Regions from separate parts of the Gossypium hirsutum genome. Here region 2 is linked to region 1. A link is a contact called in public Hi-C data. All regions are on one chromosome and are shown on one strand. The core of a region is the stretch at or near the end of the contact, and the rest is flanking DNA. Distances in the headings are between cores, read along the strand shown. Region 1 holds the start of LOC107933680 (elongation factor 1-alpha-like). Region 2 holds the start of LOC107947796 (protein IQ-DOMAIN 1).

Region 1 (3,133 bases), core at 428-2,927:
GTCCCCAAAGCAGCTCCAGCGAAAAACAGGGCCACAGTATGGTAACCGAAATAAACCCTGGAATACATAGTCAAAACAGCCGAAGACCAAGGCAAAAACAAAGCAGCCCACTTGGTTGTGACTTTCCAAATCCCACCAATCCCCTTACAAGTCAAAAGGGTAAAATAAACCGTACAAAAGAACATGTATTGACAGTGACTTGAAGGCCAACCATGAGAATCACACATTTCTAATAGCGCACAGGTTTCAGGCCTGGCTTGTTGAACGGATTTCTTGATCAGTTCATTAATGAAGTGAGATATTAAAAGCCCTAATCCAAAGAACATTCCTTGAAGCTCTCTACGGAAGTAGAAATGAGAAACAAAGCCACCAAGGGAAATGAAAACAGGGACTAACGAAACCCAGGCTAAGAAATGGCCGAGTTGATCACGTCTTTGATACCTGACATGGGTTAAAGTCACGGCTTTTAATGGATGATCAGCTCTCATGGTGAAAATTCAAGTCAATCGGAGAAACTAAAAATAAGGTCAGTTTCAGGTGGGATGTAGTTTGGGAGGATTGGGTTTTAACTGTTGTTTCAGTTCAGTGTTTGTTCCTCGAGAAACTGCCGGTAATGAAAAAGGTGTGAGTGAGCCGTTGATAGACGCATACACCGACGAAGAAACAATACACGTGGGAATAAAGGAACACACACGTTGAAAGATCCCATCTTGTTTTTTTCTCAAAAGGTTAGGGGTATTATTGGTTTTCCAACATGAAGAGAACGTCAAATTAACGTCTAGTCTGAGATGTCTGTCGTGAGCCGTTGGATTAACTGCAATCCGACGGATGAGAAAGAAACCCTAGTTGAGCCAAAGCTGAGAGTGTCGCTGGCTACTTAAGTTAAAGCAGCCTGTTGCTCTCGCCTTCTCTTGCTCTCACTCAACGCTCTCTCATCCTGCTTCTGGTCAAGCCAATCTCAAAAGACTCCCCTTTTAGCTCACAGGTAGTAACCCATTTACAACTTATAATTATCTCTCAAATGTTATTGCTTTGATTCGAAGAAAAACGTGGTCTGATTTGTTGGTAGCTGAAATATTATATCTGATTTGCTGAAATAGTTCTCATACGATTAATTTTTTTGCGTGTAGTTTCGGATCTGATTCTTTGTTTTTTTGGTTGTGTTTTTAGATTTCATTCATGCATGTACGTTTTGAACTCTGAAATTTATTTTTCTGAGCAAATAATTCCTGTGATAACTGGTTTATTGAAGCAAATGCTGCCTAAGGGAAATTTTTTAACGAAAATATTTAAAATTGTCGGGGATTATTTTCTTAGGCTCGTTTGTCTTCGATGGCCATGTTTGACTGGCTTCATGGGAACTTCATGGGAAAGGATAAGTTAAGATCTAGTGGCTGTAGTTCATTGGAATGAACTCCATATCTATGGAGGAACTGGGCTCGAATCCCAGCGGCCACGTTTTGTCAATGTTGGATCTGTTGAATTTAAATGTGGCTTGATTTTCTTTTTCGAAATTGACTTGAACTATTCTTCATAAACAATAAAAGTGGGTCTCGGATTCATTGTTTATTGTTCACAAGATGTTGGTCTTCTTGTGTGATTTTGACTTGGAATTATGTATTGAGCTTATTTTATGAATATGTTTCTTCTTGATTTTTAGCTCTCTCGAGTTCTGTAATGGGTAAGGAGAAGGTTCACATCAACATTGTGGTCATCGGCCATGTCGACTCTGGGAAGTCTACAACCACTGGTCATTTGATCTACAAGCTTGGTGGTATTGACAAGCGTGTGATTGAGAGGTTTGAGAAGGAGGCTGCTGAGATGAACAAAAGGTCATTTAAGTATGCATGGGTGCTTGACAAGCTTAAGGCCGAACGTGAACGTGGTATTACCATCGATATTGCCCTCTGGAAGTTTGAAACTACCAAATACTACTGCACTGTCATTGATGCCCCTGGACACCGTGACTTCATCAAGAACATGATTACTGGTACCTCACAGGCTGACTGTGCTGTTCTCATTATCGACTCGACCACTGGTGGTTTCGAAGCTGGTATCTCAAAGGATGGTCAGACACGTGAGCATGCTTTGCTTGCGTTTACCCTTGGTGTCAAGCAGATGATTTGCTGCTGCAACAAGGTAAGGTTTAGAACGTGTTGGAGTTTATTGTTAGATTGTATTGATGTTCTTTTTATTAATAATTGAATTTCAATTATCATCTTGTACAGATGGATGCAACAACTCCAAAATACTCCAAGGCAAGGTATGATGAAATTGTGAAGGAAGTCTCCTCATATCTTAAGAAAGTTGGTTACAACCCTGACAAGATCCCATTTGTCCCAATCTCTGGATTTGAGGGTGATAACATGATTGAGAGGTCTACCAACCTTGACTGGTACAAGGGTCCCACTCTCCTTGAGGCTCTTGACCAGATCAATGAGCCCAAGAGGCCTTCAGACAAGCCACTTCGGCTCCCACTTCAGGATGTCTACAAGATTGGTGGCATTGGAACTGTCCCTGTTGGTCGTGTTGAGACTGGTGTCCTTAAGCCTGGAATGGTTGTGACCTTTGGCCCCTCTGGTCTGACCACTGAAGTTAAGTCTGTTGAGATGCACCATGAAGCCCTCTCTGAGGCTCTCCCCGGTGACAATGTTGGATTCAACGTCAAGAACGTTGCTGTTAAGGATCTCAAGCGTGGTTTCGTTGCTTCAAACTCTAAGGATGATCCTGCAAAGGAGGCTGCCAGCTTCACCTCTCAGGTCATCATCATGAACCACCCTGGGCAGATTGGAAACGGATATGCCCCAGTCCTTGACTGCCATACCTCCCACATTGCTGTGAAGTTTTCTGAATTGCTGACCAAGATCGACAGGCGATCTGGAAAGGAGCTTGAGAAGGAGCCCAAGTTCTTGAAGAATGGTGATGCAGGGATGATAAAGATGGTTCCCACCAAGCCTATGGTTGTGGAGACTTTCTCTGAGTACCCACCCCTTGGACGGTTTGCTGTCAGGGACATGCGTCAGACTGTGGCTGTTGGTGTCATCAAGAGCGTTGAGAAGAAGGATCCAACCGGTGCTAAGGTCACCAAATCTGCTGCCAAGAAGAAATGAGATTGCATTTGATAGTATCAAAG
Region 2 (3,133 bases), core at 253-2,752, 210 kb after region 1:
ATGAATGAAAAAATAAAATTTGAAGAGTATTTATAGAGTAAAATAGAAGTTACTGTTGCGTATTAATTTTTTTTACCATTGGCGACAACGTTTAAAAAGGCATTGGAATCTAACTCTTAATTAAAAAATACATCTAACTGAACAAGTTTTCCAATTTTATATCCCAAATTAATTTTAAAACCGACCTAGAACCCTAATTAAAAATAAAAATCTGCCTATAAAACTTATTTTACCAATAAATAACTACTATTTTCAAATACAAAAATTTAACAATCAATCAATTGGTGCTTTTGTTTTTTATTTGGGAAGTAATAAAAAATATATTTGCTAAGTTTCACTGTCAGACATGTTGGGAATTTTACAGTTAAAAAGTTTCAGTTTTCGCAGATCTACTGAACTGAAGTGACATTAAAATTTGGAAACGACAAAAGATGAGAGTGCTTTGCATTGTTTTTAAGTGTTTTCGTTAATGTATATACATAGTTACCAAATTTTGGGAATTATTTTCAACCAATCAGAGAAAGAAGTAAAAAATAAAAAAGAAGAAGTTAACAGCTGTTTCTTCTTCATAATCTCTAAAAATTTTTTCTCAAGATAGGCATTAGGCCAGCAGTTAACAGAGCTGTGAACCCTTTCAATCTTTTTTATTGTTTTCTGAAAAGAAGGGAAAGAGACGTCTTCAAGTTCTTTGAGATCCGGGCATTGCATTCTCAGGTACTTTTTGCTTCATGGACCCCGATTTTAAAATATGCATTTTTAACTTCCTTTTGTTTGAATTTTTTGTTGCTTGGTGTCATTAATTGTGCCACCAAATCTGGGCTGTTCCTCAATTTGTTAAATACACTGGGACATATTGGAGTTTTGCCTCATTAGTTGAATTGAAGATAGATAAGTTAAAACTCTTTCAGATTCTGCTAATAGATAGATCATGGATCCTTTTTCTTTCTGAAGAAAACTTTTATTCCTTCCATAGAGGTTCTTCTTTGTTTAAAACTATTGGAAATTGGCCAACCATGCTGCTGTTACATTTTGTGGTTGAAGTGCATGCAGCTTGATGACATGCTGCAGCACATATGCTTGCTGTAACAGCAAGGTTTCTCTTTAGTTTCATTCTAATTAATCTAGTTTAAAATGGACAAGTTGATGACAACTTGATGCATTAGGTGTTGAATGACTAGTTTAGGTGGCTTGTTTATGTGTACAAGCAATGTTTTAATAGTCCCAATGCTGATTAGTGGGGTTAGTTGACTATTTGGTGATGTATTTGACTATAAATGTATGTTTTTTCTAGTTGAATGAATGAGCTGAATGAGCTATCAGCCTTTAGCTCCCTTGCTGCACATTTGTGAGCAAGTAAAAATGCTTCTTGCACCTTGCTTCATGTTCTGTGCTCTTGTTCTCTCTTTTGTTGCTGCCTCTTGCACCAACAAAAACTCAATTTTTATTCCTAATATCTACTGTTGCCCCATTATTTTGCCTCCTAAGATGGGAAAGAAAGGGAAATGGTTGTCCTCTCTAAAGAAAGCCTTCTTCTCAGAGTCCAAGGGAAAGAAAACCAGGTTAGGATAAGTCTCGTTCAGCTAAAAATCATCTGCAGTTTCATGGTTAGCTCAGTTTTTAGTATTCTTGATTACTATGTTTCTCAGAAATCAAAAGAACTTTTTTGGAGAAGAAGGTGCATCTGGATCCCACTGGTTCTGATGCAGCCAAGTTATCCCCACTTCCTCAGCCTGAAGAGGTGAAATTAATTGAACCTGAAGTTGAGCAAAGCAAGCAGACTTACCCTGTGGCAGTTGCCAATTCTGCTGCGGTTCAAGCTCTGGTTGCTCTGCAGGCCATTCGACATCAACTTAATACAGATGCTAGGTTTGCCGGAAAATCTAAGGAGGAAGTGGCGGCAATCAAAATTCAAGCAGCTTTCCGAGCTTACCTTGTATGTGCTGCAATTTTTTACTTTCTCCTCCTGAAGTTGTTTGCTTAATCATTTCATATCTGAAATGATTTTCAATCTAGTTCAGCCTATTTTTGTTTAATCTTATGCATCTTGCAGGGAACATTCTATAAATATCTTCATAAAACTGTTTCCTTTTTTTTTTAATGCAATAAAATGAACGTGTAAGTTTACTTATGATTTATAATCTAGAAGAAACTTTCCTGGATCAAAAGCTTGCAAATTATAGCTGTTAAGCATACTGTTTCTTTGTAAAAGTTTAGTAGAGAAGAAGAAAAGAAATAGTAATATCATGATATATAATTTGTTACATTATGATATCTGTTCCCAAGTCCTGGGTCAAATTAAATGATCTACTGTTTGAGGCATTGTCTCTAACATATCTATTTTGCAGCATGACTAAGATTTATGTAGAGGATTTGCTGATCATGATTTCTTTATTTTCAGGCAAAAAGGGCATTGCGTGCTTTAAGAGGACTGGCTAGGTTGAAATCACTGATGGAAGGGATTGCGGCCAGACGGCAAGCATCGGGTTCCCTTCGGTGCATGCAAACTCTTTCTCGTATGCAGTGTCAGATTCATGCTCGTAGAACCAGGATGATGGAAGAAAACCAGGCTCTTCAGAGACAACTCTTGCAGAAACTTGCAAAAGAGATTGTGAACTTGCAAGTAAATCCCCCTTTTTTTCATATATATATCAGCATGTTTTACTTGCTTGAATGTGATACGTGAGTGGACTGCTGCGAAGTGGGTTCGATTTTTTCCTCTACGCTCTAGTTTCTCAGACAATATCTTATAATTAAATTATCTTTGTATTACAAACAAATTAAGATGGTAGATTAAGCTATTATATATACCATACAGAGGATTCTTAAGTGACTTCCGTCACTGCAGTCAAGCTCAGAAATTACTGTGTATTGTATAGATTTTGTTGATCTATTAGTTGCATCTCTCTTTCTTAGCATGGATTTTGATGTTCTAAACAGATGGGTGAAGATTGGGATGACAGTGTGCGGTCAAAGGAACAAATTGAGGCAAGCTTGTTGAGCAAACATGAGGCTGCCATGAGAAGAGAAAGGACCATGGCGTACTCATTTACTCATCAGGTAATATGCGTTGTTGGGAGTCACATTGTGAACATCGAATATTTAACCCTTCTACTGCATGCTTATACGACTGTGT

The links. A called contact is a pair of places that touch in the nucleus more often than the background predicts.
Region 2: a contact with region 1 is called in a Hi-C map of seedling, with 2.0 times the contacts expected there. The contact joins the promoter of LOC107947796 here to the promoter of LOC107933680 in region 1. A contact is called at or near these places in 7 of 34 Hi-C or Micro-C datasets (callus, leaf and seedling).

Annotation. Positions count from the first base shown.
Region 1 is chrA04:68,846,333-68,849,465 of Gossypium_hirsutum_v2.1, forward strand. It overlaps LOC107933680 (elongation factor 1-alpha-like), which reads left to right and starts at 1,678. Exons shown (of 2, transcript NM_001327370.1): 1 at 1,678-2,139; 2 at 2,229-3,133. The coding sequence starts at 1,678. The coding sequence ends at 3,110. LOC107948330 (lipid phosphate phosphatase gamma) reads right to left here and starts at 488. Exons shown (of 2, transcript XM_041111091.1): 1 at 1-488. The coding sequence starts at 488.
Region 2 is chrA04:69,054,100-69,057,232 of Gossypium_hirsutum_v2.1, forward strand. LOC107947796 (protein IQ-DOMAIN 1) reads left to right here and starts at 1,503. Exons shown (of 5, transcript XM_016882318.2): 1 at 1,503-1,596; 2 at 1,647-1,933; 3 at 2,399-2,620; 4 at 2,938-3,057. The coding sequence starts at 1,503.